3 separate regions of the Sus scrofa genome follow, and all the other regions are linked to region 3. The links are chromatin contacts, called in public Hi-C and HiChIP or PLAC-seq maps. All regions are on one chromosome and are shown on one strand. Each heading gives the region's core, a stretch centred on a gene start, on an enhancer-like site or on the middle of the called end of the contact. The rest is flanking DNA. Distances are from core to core; before and after follow the strand shown. Region 1 has its middle 32 kb from the start of SETD4. Region 2 has its middle 120 kb from the start of SETD4. Region 3 overlaps RUNX1 (runt related transcription factor 1).

Region 1 (4,664 bases), core at 534-3,033, 1.1 Mb before region 3:
CAGCACCCTCTGTCTGCCCACACGGGGGGAAGCCTGTGCTGTCTTTTACCTGCCTCACTATTCACTTCTTTAATTTACCAGCCTCTCCCCACTGCCATCCTCCCTTTTTTTTTTTTTTTTTTTTAATTTTCTTTTTACTAGGCTTTGGGCATGCCTGAGGTTCCAAACCCATCACCCTTGTTGGTCTCTGGTACTGGGAGTTTGTGGGTGGTAAGACCTCAACTGCTGACTTGGCCTGAGGGGACAGACAGCAAGAAGTTCAAGAGTGATCTGAGGCATTCCTCACCTCTTTCAAGCTAGAAGGAGAGGAGGCCCTCCTGGACTGAAGCACTTTTAAGTGCTTTTCTGCCTGAAAGTGGAGACTGGTAATGATGACCTTTTAGGAAATCAGAGCTGTAATTCTGTGAAAATGGCTTTCACTGAAGCACCTGGATCCCTCCCCACTGAGAGGGGCCATCAGGGTACAGAAATGGGGAATTTATTTTAGCGCCCCAGTGGGCAAACAGCAACTACAATCTGTGTGATGGGTTAGTGTTCGGCAGTAAGTTTTGTCCCGAGGAGGAAAGTATGACAAAACCTATTTTGATTTGTCAGCTGACCTTGAACATAGAGCTTTGGCAGGAGTGCCACCATGTTGCTTTACTTGGAAGCGAGTCTCGTTTTACAGATCTAGGAGGTCATGTGTGAGTTACAGGGAGCAGGAAGATGAGGAGGGAAAAAGGAGGCCTGATGCACTTTTCTGCATCCCTGCCAAAGCCGTACACATAGCAGCGTGCCATCTGCTCACTCCAGGGCTGCTTCTTCTCACCTCCAGGGCTGCTGAGGGCACTCTAGGTCTTTATCATTCTGTTGTAACCTTTCCTTGAGGGGGTATTTTCTTGTTTCATTTTCTTCTCTTCCATGTACTTAAAAAAACATTTTTTTTAAGGGCTGCACCCATGGCATATGGAAGTTCCCAGGATAGGGGTTGAATTGGAGCTACAGATGCCAGCCTACGTCACAGCAAAGCAGTGCCAGATCCCAGCTTCATCTGTGACCTATACCATAGCTCAAGGCAATGCCAAATCCTTAATCCACTGAGCGAGGCCAGGGATTGAACCTGCATCCTCATGGATACTAGTTGGGTTCGTTACCGCTGAGCCACCCTGGGAACTCTTTTTTTTTTTTTTTTTTTTTGTCTTTTCTAGGGCTGCACTCTCGGCATATGGAGGTTCCCAGGCTAGGGGTCTAATTGGAGCTGTAGCCACTGGCTTATGCCAGAGCCATACAACGCAGGATACGAGCCGCGTCTGTGACCCACACCACAGCTCACCGCAACGCCAGATCCTTTAACCCACTGAGCAAGGCCAGGGATCGAACTCGTACCCTCATGGTTCCTAGTCAGATTCGTTAACCACTGAGCCACAATGGGAACTCCCGGGAACTCTTAATTATATAACTTTAAAAGGGTGACTGGTACAGCATGTGAGTTCTCTTTCAATAAAGCTATTTTTTGGAGTTCCCTGGTAGCCTGGCTGGATTTGATGGTGTTACTGCTGGGGCTAGAGTGTGATCCTTAGCCTAGGGATTTCTGTGTGCAGTGAGTTTTTTTTAATTTTTATTTAAAAATTTTTAAAAATTTTTTAGTGCCTATTGGAGAAGTCTATCCCTCTTCTCATGCTCAGCTAACACTGTTTCACCAGCAGGTCTAGTTTAATCTGATGGCGACCCTAAAACCCTGATGGTGTCAGGCCCTCTGCCCCAGTTATCAGCTTGCTTAATCCTGACAACCCTCTGTGAGGTAATACTTCCTTGATTTTGTAAATGTGGAAACAAAAGTTCAGAAGGGTTACGTTGCTGCTGAGGTCGTACAGCTGGGATTCAGACCTTGGTCACCTTCCAGACCCCACAAATCCTCAAGATTCAGGCACCCATGCCTGTGTTTGTGAAAGACCCAGCCAGGCTTAGGAGGGCACCTGACATCACGTGATTAGGACTGTGCAAAATCGAAGTGTAGCCCAAGGCCAAGGGGCTGTTGTCCTTGGAAGAACATCAGAGGGCTGGTATACTGCGATCCTGCTGTTTAAACCCTCTCCTTCCTGGCTGGACCCCCGCTGGCTCTTGACAGGCAGTGACTCCTTAATACATGAAGAGCAGGCTCAGGGCCCAGGGAGCTGTCTTCAGACTGACCCTGAAAGGGCGTGTTATTAGCCACATTGGATAGCAGAGGAAGGGGCTCCAAAGAGGGAAGTAACGGGGTCTGGGGTATTCGGCAGGTGAGGGTGGACTGATGTGGAGTGGGGTTGCCTTCTATCACAGGCAGGTGGAGCCGTATTAAGAGCATGCTTGTCAAAATGGGATCCCCTGCCTCTGGCATCAGAAACAGCCAGGTTGGGAGTTCCTGTGGTGGCTCAGTGGGTTAAGAACCTGACTAGTGTCCATAAGAACACAGGTTTGATCCCTGGTCTTGCTCAGTGGGTTGAGCATCTGGTGTTACCGTGAGCTGTGCTGTAGGTTGCAGATGTGACTTGGATCCGGTGTTGCTGTGACTGTGGTATAGGCCAGCAGCTTCAGCTCCGATTCAACCCCTAGCCTGGGAACCTCTATACGCCATGGGTGCGGCCCTAAAAAGAAAAGGGAAAAAAAAAAAAAAAGCAACAGCCAGGCTGCATGAATCTAGCCCAAACCCGTTCAATCAGAATCTCAGGGGTTGGGAGGTGGGGCCAGGAATGTGTGTTTGCAGTGAGCCCCCCAGTGACCTATGGACCCCAAGGAGGGGAGGCGCCTCACTCTGGTGCTGGTCCCAGGGCTCTGGAGGTGAAGTGTGAGGCCGTCCTGCCCCTCGGTCTTGCGACTCTGACACGGGGCCTCTAACACATGTGGCTCAGAGGGTTGGGGTGGAATATGACCTCGGGGTGATCTGCTCTGACCCCTTATTTGTGGGTGAAGCTGCCTCTGGGCTGTGGACATGGCATCAGATCCCACGTTCCCTTGCTGCTTCTACCTTCCTCCTTCCAGAGGGTAAGATCCAGACACGGTCCTGAATGAACACCCCCAGCTGTGTTCTTCCAGGAATGGATCAGAAAGCGAGAGTGAGGTGATTGGAGGAGAAAGGGGATCGGTGGCCGCAGCCCAAGAAGGGGTGCAGAAGGGGATCCCTGGGTCCTGCCTCTGTTTTTGTTTCATCTCTCATCTGATCTCATGGTCGCTCCGGGACACCTGTGTTATGTCTTTATCAGAGATGAAGAAGCGGACGCCAGGAGGGGACAGGGACTTGTCCCATATCATACAGTAGGGGTTTGACCCCAGGAGTGTCTGAGTTCAAGTCCATCGCTTGTCAGTTGCACCTGTTTCTGCCTCCAGAGATAAGTAGCCTGGGGAATAGGGTGGGGACCGGCACCTCGCAGGAGTTTGTTTTGTTTTTGTGTTAACAATGGGCGACCTCACTGACCACAGGCACCACAGAGCTTGGAGGAGAAAGAAGCCCCGCCCTGAAGTCCCTGTGGGTTAAACCCCCTCCCGAAGCTTCACCTCTTGAAGTCAGATTTCAGTCTAACAGCCCCTCCCGTTCACCACGAAGACCACATCCCATAAAGGGCCACAGGTGTTACTAGAGGGGCAAGAAGGGGAAAGTGGTCCCTCAAGGCAGGCTCCTCCCACTCTGGAGGCATGTCCTGGCCAGGCTCCCTGTCAACCACAAGGGTCCATGGCCAGCTGCGCTACCCTGGCCATGAGCATTTGGATGCCTTCTGGTGCCTAGGATCAGAGGGTGAGGCACAGCTGGGGACTGCACAGCAGCTGCTTAGCAGTTATTAGGACCATACATAATTGTCGTTCTAACTGTGCCCTTTTCACAGAGGGAAACTCTACGAGACTAAGAGAAAAGGGCATTCGGGATGTCATTGAGGAAATAGGTCCAGTGTAGGGTATGCTCAAGGCGGGCAGCACAGACCTTTGATTCTCAGGTTATCTCTGGGGCCCCGTACACTGGGTGACTGACCTCTGAGCCTTAGATGGCAAAGGTGGGACCAGCAGTTTACAGCCTTAGCTGTTCAGGGAGTCCTATATGCAGCTTCTTCTTCTTTCTTTTTTTTTCTCTCTCAACTTGTTCCTGATCTTAGAGGAGAATCATTTACATTTTACCATTGAGGAAGATGTAGCTGTGGGTTTTCCATAGACCACACTGATCATGCTGAGAAACGTTTCTTTGACGCCTGGTTTGTTGGGAGTTTTTATCATGCAAGGATGTTAAATTTTGTCAAGTGCTTTTTCCGCATCTCTTTGAAACAATCATATGATTATCTTCCATCCCGTTAATGTGATGCATCGCATTTATTGATTTGCATGTGTTCGAACGTCCTTGCCTCCCAAGGATGAATCCCACTTAATCATGGTGTGTGATCATTTTAATGAGTTCTTGAGTTCCGTGTGCCAGTATCTTGGTGAGGATTTTTGCATCTGTGTTCACCCTCTGGTGATTGAGAATGTGATGTGTCTCTTTCATCTTTCTGTTTTAAGAATTCTCTTTGTTTCTGACTTGTGAGAGGTTGATTATAATGTGTCTTGGTGAAGATATCTTTGGGTTGTATCTGTTTGGACACCGTTGGGTTTTATGTACCCAGATGGCCATACCTAGCCCAAGATTTGGGAAGTTTTCAGCTATTATTTCTTTGAATATGTTTTCT
Region 2 (4,679 bases), core at 1,559-4,058, 1.0 Mb before region 3:
AACTTCACATGGTACCTGACCTGGAACAGTAATCACTGAAGATGAGGAGAGTTAGGATTGAAAAGGGTAGAGTGACATGTTCATCAAGCAAGTGATCAGAGGCAGCACAGAGGTGTTGGGGTGTACAGGCCAGTCAGTTCCTTGTTAAGCAAGGCTTGAAGTCAAGGGCAAAGGTAAGGGTAAGAGGGAAGGACTTCTGCTTTTACAGGGAGCACCTTCAGGTTCAACTGGCTTCATTTGCTATACTTCTGCCAATTAGGTGAAGGGTTGCTCTAAGGAACCCACACTGACATGTGCCACCCCATCTTTCTAGGTGTGGAAGATGTCCCAGATCGTAGTCAAGTAGGCATCAAAAGACACACAGCCCAGTCAAGAGGACTCTGAACATGAAGGAGACACAGAAGAGGGCAGACATGGAGAGGTCAGAACCAGGGGATGGCTTGCCCCCAGCTGGGATGGCTGGGGCACTGAGGGGGATGGGGACAGTAAGGGCTGCCCCTGGCTATCTGTGCAGGTGACCCTCAGTGCTCAGAGCACATTGACCAACCCCGCCCCCTCCAATTATGGCCAAGCCTAAGAGTCTGCTGGTCATCTGGGAGCAGGTTTCCCTGCTTGCCCACTGTCTAAGTCATGTCAGCTCACTGTGTATCTCATGCCTCTCAGTTCTTTGCCAGTTAGTTTCTGAGTTAAGTCACTCCACTCCTGATACCAAGGTCTGTATTAGTTTCCTATGGCTGCTGTAACAAAGTATCACAAGCTGGGTGCTTAAACAATAGAAACACATTTCTTTTTTGATTTTTTTGCTTTTTGTAGCACATATGGAATTTCCCAGGCTAGGGGTTGAACTGGAGCTACAGCTGCAGGGCTACACCACAGCTCACAGCAATGCCAGATCCTTTAGCCCACTGAGCAAGGCCAGGGATCAAACCCGCATCCTCATGGATTCTAGTAGGGTTGTTTCAGTGAACCACGATGGGAACTCCTAGAAATGCATTCTTTACCACTTTTGGTGGTTGGAAGTTCAAGGTCAAAGTGTCAGCAGTGCTGGCTCTATGGAGTGCCATGAGGGAAGCTTCTGTACCAGGCGCTCTTCTTGGTTTGTAGCTGGTCATCTTCTCCTTTTCTCTCTTCACATCATCTTCCCTCTGAGTTTGCCTCTTTCTGTGTTCAAATATCTCCTTCTTTGAAGGACACAGTTGCATTGCATTGGGGCCCACCCTAGTGACCTCATTTAACATTATGACTCTGTAAAGACCCATCTCCAGATAAAGACACGTTCTGAGGTACTAAGGCCATGGAGCAAATGATAAGATGAAGATTGGTTTCATACTCTGTCTTTTTTTTCCAGACTCTCTCACTGCCGTCACTATGTCTTCTCCTGAAATGTACATAATATAGACACAGGCTTATTTCACTTATTGCACTTACAGAATAATTTAATGTTTCTTAGTCTTTGCTTATAAAATAAATGACATATCCTCTATTTTTCATTCACCAAAACCCCTCAGTAGGATAAACTCTAAGTTGAGTTGCTTTACTTGCATGGACCTTATAAGATCTGGCGGTTTGGGTTGGCGTCGTTCCTGCCTGGAAGAAAGGTACCAACTTTTCTTCCTTATAATTGTGCACAAACCTCTCTGGTGCTTAAAAGACAGAGTTTGAAGTATTTTTCCTTTCTTACAAAGGAAAGAAAATACGATGGTGTGCCATTTTATACATGCAATACGTTAGGACACAACTAAAGGTAAAAAGCAGCCTAGAATTTCCACATATTGATATTTCTTAGTGGTGGGAGGTAAGTCAAGGATGAAACATGCATGCACACACATGAACACACATGCACACGCATACACACAGAGAGATAGTTTCCTATTATTAGCACAGAAAATTTTTTGTATACTAATTATTGATGGACCTGAATCAGAGTATTATAGTTTTATATTTGCCTTTGGTTAGTTTGTGAGCATAATGCTTGAACTGATTAACATAAAGGATGGTATAAAATTAATTTCTATAACAATCAGAACAAGATTTATATAAAGTCACTTTAAAAGTACTATTTCTAGAGTTCCTGATGTGGTGCCATGGGCTAAGAATCCTACTGCAGTGGCTCTGGTTGCTGAAGAGACATGGTTCAATCCCCAGCCTGAATGGCACAGCCTTGGCTTGGATTCAATCCCTGGCCTGGAAACTTCCATATGCTGCGGCCGTGGACATTAAAAAAAAAAAAAAAAGCACTATTTCCTAATACTCAGTTTCTGGTTAAGAGGAAATGGGTGAACTTGTTATAAAAATCAAAGAAAGAAAACAATCTTGCAAGTATCTCAAATTTGGAATTATTGATATAGCATTTGCTTTTATTTTCTAGAACTTTTTGAAAATCATTGTCTTACCATTGGATAACAAATATTTTGGTCTTGCTTTGAGAGATGTTCTGTTTTGAATGTGGGATTTTGTTTTGTCGTTCATAAATAGAGATGACAGAAAGAAAGACATTTTCAAATATATTTACATATTTATACATTATGGAAAATTCTGATACAAATGTCATGCAAATTATTGAAAATTCTGTTTTTTATCTTTGTTTGCTGTATCCCTTCAAACTTAGCTTAGTGCCTGATACATTAGATATTTAATAATAATTATCAGATAAAACAATTGTAAATGAAGGACGCCTTGCTTTCTCTCCGTAGTCTGTATGTTGCCCTGTTTCACCCAACTGCCGCTAGATGTCTCTCGTATCCGTGCTAGATCTACATTAATACGCAGACGCGTTCCTGCCTGCAGATAATGCCTGAAGCTAAGGCTCGGAATCCTGTTGAAAGAAGGGCTCAGTTCTCCCTTTTTGCTGGGCACCAGTTCAAGTGCTCTAGACGACTTGTGTATACAGACGCGTCAGACAAAGCTGTGATGTTCGTGTAAAGTGGAAGAAGGAACAGAGGGCTATTCTCCTTGAGTCGGGCTTAGCTACCCTATCCTGGATGCTAGGAACATTTTCGAGTCAGCGAATTTTAAATTAGCCAAGCACAGACTTGAGTCACTGGTGTGAACACTCTCTCCCTTTCTCCCCTCACTTCCCCCCCCTCCCTCCTCCTCCTTCTCTCCCTCTCTTTCTTGCCCACAGGCCAACTTGCACACACAGCTTTGATGCACTTTCTGTGTCAACACACGAGCACTGGAGCCCTGACGGTGTTTAGGAGATAGTGCATTTGTGAACTGTTTATCTGTGATTCTTGGGGGCGGAATCATCTGTTGTTGAAGAGACAAACCTACTCTACTGGCACTGCTTTGTGGTCAAACTTAATCATCAGAGTAACTGAAAAGTAGATTAGCGTTCCCGGACTTCTGTAAGTCTTTCCCTTGGGGTGCAGACTAGTCAGACTAGAATGCCTTGCGGGGCCGGGGAACGCGCGAGGGTTGCGGCATGCAGGCTTCACTTAGACATACTAACATCCATGTAAAACAGGAACACTGAAAAGGAGTCTTCTGGATAAATGCATTTCTTTGAATAGCCGTATTCCCCACCTTCCAATATGAATGATACATTTCACTGTAAAAATTTGAAAAAAGGAGTATCATGAAAATAATATTCTTAGCGTTTAGAGACAAAATTACATCAGTTAATTTATAATTTACATCTCCTGTGCATTTATATTATATTATGAAATACTCCCTTATAATATCCCATATTATTCTCTTTAAAAACCCAATTTTCAACAGCAGCGTAGTAGCCCATCTTTTGCCCGTGCTTCACTTGTTTAATCATTTTCCTATTGGCAGAGATTGAGGTTGCTCCAAATTTACTTCAGAAATGATGCTGAAAGATATTTTTACATATGCATTTTCCACCTCTCTGATTGATTCTTTAAAATAAATATCTGTAATTGGATTAAAGGAGGACACATGTATTCTTTTTTTAAAGTTTTATTGAGGTATAAATAATTAGTTCACGTATTCTTGATATGGAAGCAAAATGCAAACGTCCTCAGAGAAGAACTCTCCATCCTTTTGGTTACATTTTTATTTGTTGTATCCTTTCAAATGATATTCCTTTTTGTTATAAACTCAGGGCCGATCAGGGATTCTGAAACTAGAATTGTGTCTAAATTTGGAAAGTATTTCTCAGGCAGCATCGCTTCACAGAAGACAACATTAGGGTAGGAAACTCAGATTGTTCTGTTTTGCAAATAAGCTGTTTTTCTCCTTGCCTTACACAGTATTTCCTGAAAGCTTAACTCTAGTTTCTGTCAGAAAAGATTGCTGTTTTAACACGGCTGCTTGGGTTCAATTACCCAGCTTCATAGCGTTTAGAGGGTCTTTTTGTCACTAGGAGAGAATCGTGAGCAGCTACCTGTACACTATTGTTATTATTATTATAGCCAAACTCAAGGCACTTGGAAATTCCTGGGCCAGGATCAAACACACACCACAGCAGTGACCTGAGCTGAATGAGCTGCTGCAGTGACTATAACGGATCCTTAGCCTGCTTTGCCGCAAGGGAACTCTCACCGGTGCATTATCAAGGATGCCCATCACTCAAAGAAACCCTTTGTTCCAAACGTGGTGGGCTTAATGTAGAGACATTAAGATCCAGAAGACGTAGAAGATGTAGAAGATGACATTAAGATGTAGAAGCTGTTGAGACGCCAAGGTTTGTCTCCATTTGGAATTTGGAATCT
Region 3 (4,299 bases), core at 396-2,895:
CCTCCCTGCCCGAGTAAGGGGTTCCCAGGCCCGCAGCGCCGCCGCCAGGAGAGCGGGGGCGGGCATGCAGCAGCGCAGTCTGCCTAGAGCACCCGTTTCCTGTCGTTTCTTCCCCAACTGAAGTTCTTACAGAAGAGACCCAAAGGCCGCGAGAAGGCCAGCGGAACCCCGCGCCGTCGGGGGCGTTCCCCAGCGCACTGCGCGGCAGCGAGGAGCCCGAGGCGGCGAGCGAGGAGGCCTGCTGCCCCCTGGCGTCCGCCCCGAGCCCGCAGCCCGCAGAGCCTCCAGGCCGCTCTGCGAAGCCCTCCCGGCCTCTCTGGGCCTGGAGCAAAGAAAGTCACTTCGGCGCCCGGAAAGGCCTCCTCGGATGGCCCGCTACAGCCGCCGGTCTCCTGCAGGCCCCAGCGGCGGAGCCCGAGGAGAGTCCTCAGCGGCGTCGCCCTAGTACCCCAGCCGCGGGCCGGCAAGGGGATAGAGGCGGAGGGAGGGAGGGACCCCCGCCTAGGGACGTCGACGTGGAGGGCTCGGTGCTAGGGGGGAGCGGGTGAGCGCCCTCCCCCGGGGGGAGAGATGGGGTGGGCTCTGTGGGGAAGGTGCAGCCCGGCGGCTGGGCGGGGGCGGGGCCCCCTAAGCTCTGCGAAAATGCCCGTGGCGCCGGGGGGACGGGAGCGGGGGAAGTTCCCGCCAGCGCGCAAAGCCAGGGTGGGTTCAGCACCCGCTGCAGCTCGCGGGCGGAGGCGGGGAGCGGAGCCGGGGCTGTTTCCGGGGAGAGGGAGGTGGGTGCGGGGCGCGGGCGACGTGGGCCTAGCCAAGGAGCAGACGCTCCGTTAACGGGGAGCGAGCCAAGCGGATGCTTTCAACTTTCTTTTCGGTTGCTTGTTTTGGGGGGTCTTTTCTGACCGCTAAGCACACTCAGCCTGAGTGCGGCGCAATGGGTAATTAAGCCGCAGCCCAGCCGCGGCGAAAAACGCCCAATTATAGCAAATAAACCAAGAGATAAAACTCAAAAAACACAAAAACCATGTTGTGGAGACCAACACCGCCTGGCCTCACTAAATGAATCAGCTCCAATTCGCCGCAGTTGCCAGTCAGGCCGTGGGGGCACGCCGAGCTGGGCCGCTGGGCTTTCCGCCCTCCGGCTCCCTGGCCCCCTCGGGGCCGAATCCCACCCACGTTGGGGAAGTAAAGGCTCAGCAGTGGGCTGCCGCGCAGGGCGTGGGCCGTCCGGGCGCTCCGGCCTGGTTTTGGGAGGCTTGCGACGGCCGCTGCCCCGCACCCTCCATGGCTCGCGGAGCGCCTCCCTCCGGCAGATCTGCGGCCCGGGTCGCTCCAGGCGCTGCGCGCGGCCCGATTCCTCCCTAGGCTGGCCGGCCTCCTTTTCTCCACGACCTCGCTCTCCGAACCGCAGCCGCCAGTGCCGCCGCCGCGCACTACAGCCCTAGATCTGGCAGCTGCGCAACCCTGAGCGTGTGCAAAGCCGCAGGGTCGCCGTCCGCACCGGGGCGGGGCCTCGGGCGAGCGTGGGAGCGTGTGCGTGTGTGTGCGTGGATGCAGATACGCGCGGGGAGCGAGGGGCGGTGGACTCTCCACCCTGGCTGCGTACAGTAGCGCGCGGCGGCGGCAGCGGGGGCGCGCGGGCCAATTCCAGGAGCCCGCGGCCGTGAGCCGCGCCCTGGCTGATACCGGAAAGGCCTGTGATTGGCCCGCGGCCGCCCCTATGCAAACGAGCTGAGGGAATGGAATTCCTCGGGCCGGGCTTACAGTAAAAGCACGTTCATTTCCAGGCACTCTCATTCATAGAGCCAGCGGGCGCAGGCGGGACGGGCGCCCTGCGGCCGGACCCAGCCAGGGCACCACGCTGCCCGGCCCTGCGCCGGCAGGCATCTCTTCTTGGGGCTCCTGGGGACGCCAGAAGAAAATCAATCTTTGCTGTTTCTTTTTGACCCGCGTTGGAGCTTCGATTTTTTTCCCCCCTTTCTTTCTTTCTTTCTTACTTTTGAATGAACTGGTTTCTTGGCTGGATGGTTCAACTTCTTTCCTGGCTGTGAACTTTTCCCCGGTTGTTTTCTTTGACAACCGCTGGAGAAAGTGCGCTGTGCTTCGAGGCGAGTGATGAAGTTGGGAATGCGTGGCAGTGTGTGCGTGCTTGTGTAACTCGAGCCGCCCCGTCTGTTTCGATCTGCGCTGCGGAGCCTCCTCTCAGGGCCCTCTCCACCTGCTGCGGTTACGCGGTGATCGTGGGTATTAGCGCGTCCAGGCAGTTAACTGGCCCGCGCTGGGGCTACGTTGGAGGAAGATTGCCTCGCTACAGCCCAAGTCGGGGCTGACTCAACGAGTCGATGTAGACAGCGGCTGGCTTCCGAAGAGTGCGTGCCTGCGTGCGTGTGACTCGGCCTCTGCTCGACTCCCACCAAACCACAGGATCAGCCACAAACTTAACCAACATCCCCAAACCCGAGTTCTCAGATGTGGAGAGCTGAACCCTGAGTGTCATCGACTTGGAATTTTTTTTTTTTTTTAAGATTAGCTTTTCTTTGAAAAGCATAATTTTCTGAACTGAACATTTTGCCAGAATTTATTGAGAGAACATGACAAGTACTTCTAGCACAGCCCTTCTGCAACTACTGAAGTTGATTTTCAAGGCTACTTAAAAAACAACAAAAACCCTGCAGCGAACATTAATGGATTTCTGTTGTGTTTAAATTCTCTACAGATTGTATTGTAAATATTTTATGAAGTAGAGCATATGTATATATTTATATATATGTGTGCACATACATTAGAAGCAAGACCTTTGGAAGTCTCAGCTCTCGCCTTTGAGGACGGAAGCTAGTTTTGCATGATAAAAAGTGTCTCTGTATTTGGAAGACACTTGTGTATTTTGTGTTGTTTGACTTTAGACAAAACTTATCTGGAAAAAGAAAAAAAAACTGACAGGCAATTAACCACTGGAACTTACAAATTATGTGTTTGCTGGTTCTTGTGCACTCCGCATAAATATTTTAGGAAGTGTATGGGAATTTTGCCTCCAGGAACTTTTGTAACAGCCAAAGACTGAACTGGAAACTCGCACAGCCAAGACTCAGAAGACAGTCTTCCTTTGGCACTTGACTTTGGATTCTGGTCGCCCACTTTTTAAAGCACTAAGCGGTCGGCTGTTAAGAGCCCTGCCGGGGTCTGAGGCCAATCGGCAGAACTAGAACTTTCCCCATCCTGGACTGTTAGTAACTTAGTCTCTCCCCCTCCCCCAGCTACCCCGCAGCAATAAAGGCCCCTGAACTTGTATGTTGGTCTCCCGGGAACTGCTTGCTGAAGATCCGCGCCCTTGTCGCCGTCTGGTAGGAGCTATTTGCAGGGTCCTAACTCAATCGGCTTGTTGTGATGCGTATCCCCGTAGATGCCAGCACGAGCCGCCGCTTCACGCCGCCTTCCACCGCGCTGAGCCCGGGCAAGATGAGCGAGGCGCTGCCGCTGGGCGCCCCGGACGCCAGCGCCGCCCTGGCCGGCAAGCTGAGGAGCGGCGACCGCAGCATGGTGGAGGTGCTGGCCGACCACCCCGGCGAGCTGGTGCGCACCGACAGTCCCAACTTCCTCTGCTCTGTGCTGCCCACGCACTGGCGCTGCAACAAGACCCTGCCCATCGCTTTCAAGGTACTCGGCCCGGAGAGGGTGGCGGGCGGGAGGACAGGCAGGAGGCCGGTGGAGGCCGGGGCAATCCGGGAGGGCAGCAGCCAGGCAGGCGGGGCCGGGTTCTAGAAAGGGGCCGGCGCTGAGGCCCGTGGTCCATCCCCCAGCGCTTGGGAGACTGGGGATGCTGCGTTGCCGTGGCGACCCCCGGGGGGCCCGCCTCAGCCAGCCGCGGTGGCCTCTTGGGATGGCTGGGGAAAAAAAAAGGATGCCCCCAAAGACGTCCACTGAGGACCAGTTGGACCTCTTTGGCTGGGGTCCTTCTCTTTGATCCAAAGTAAGGGGAGTTATAACCCAGCAGAAACAAGCCTGTCTGCTCCCAGGCGTCTCTCCCCGCCTCTGGCTTGACACCCAAACCATTCCGAGGGAGGCATCAGGAAATAAAATAGAGATACTTTTATACCTTCGGGTCAATGAAAATAAACTGACAAGGAAAACTGTCAGGGCTTCCCACTTCCACCCCTTCTTTAACAGCCCTGTAGGAATTAGCAAGTCCAAAGTCCAAGGCGGGCGTAGTTAAGTTTGCAAAAGTTTTCTGAGGAGGTTTTTTTTTTTTTTTTTTTTTTTTTTTTTTTTTTTTTTTTTTTTTTCCCTTCCCCCGAGCTTCTAGCC

Evidence for each region. Hi-C and Micro-C count contacts between places; a contact is called where the count stands out from the background. HiChIP or PLAC-seq counts read pairs in DNA pulled down with a chosen protein or histone mark.
Region 1: a contact with region 3 is called in an H3K27ac HiChIP or PLAC-seq map of alveolar macrophages. The contact joins two enhancer-like sites. A contact is called at or near these places in 1 of 47 Hi-C or Micro-C datasets (embryonic fibroblasts) and 1 of 2 datasets of contacts at active chromatin or transcription factors (alveolar macrophages).
Region 2: a Hi-C map of embryonic fibroblasts shows a contact between it and region 3, with 5 times the contacts expected there. The contact joins two enhancer-like sites. A contact is called at or near these places in 8 of 47 Hi-C or Micro-C datasets (alveolar macrophages, embryonic fibroblasts, epiblast stem cells and 4 more) and 2 of 2 datasets of contacts at active chromatin or transcription factors (alveolar macrophages and skeletal muscle).

The regions. Positions count from the first base shown.
Region 1 is chr13:199,555,795-199,560,458 of Sscrofa11.1, reverse strand. No RefSeq gene overlaps it. Among named protein-coding and RNA genes, the nearest start is that of SETD4, 32 kb to the left of the region's middle. Within about 2 kb of position 1,783, at least 1 of the 83 cell types and tissues checked has an H3K27ac peak or open chromatin away from gene starts, as enhancers often do. A contact at or near this core is called in alveolar macrophages, where this site is marked.
Region 2 is chr13:199,471,515-199,476,193 of Sscrofa11.1, reverse strand. No RefSeq gene overlaps it. Among named protein-coding and RNA genes, the nearest start is that of SETD4, 120 kb to the left of the region's middle. Within about 2 kb of position 2,808, at least 17 of the 83 cell types and tissues checked have an H3K27ac peak or open chromatin away from gene starts, as enhancers often do. A contact at or near this core is called in alveolar macrophages, embryonic fibroblasts, retroperitoneal adipose tissue and 1 more, where this site is marked.
Region 3 is chr13:198,467,492-198,471,790 of Sscrofa11.1, reverse strand. RUNX1 (runt related transcription factor 1) reads left to right here. Exons shown (of 8, transcript NM_001246252.1): 3 at 3,398-3,651. Among named protein-coding and RNA genes, the nearest start is that of RUNX1, 170 kb to the left of the region's middle. Within about 2 kb of position 1,645, at least 71 of the 83 cell types and tissues checked have an H3K27ac peak or open chromatin away from gene starts, as enhancers often do. A contact at or near this core is called in alveolar macrophages, embryonic fibroblasts, retroperitoneal adipose tissue and 1 more, where this site is marked.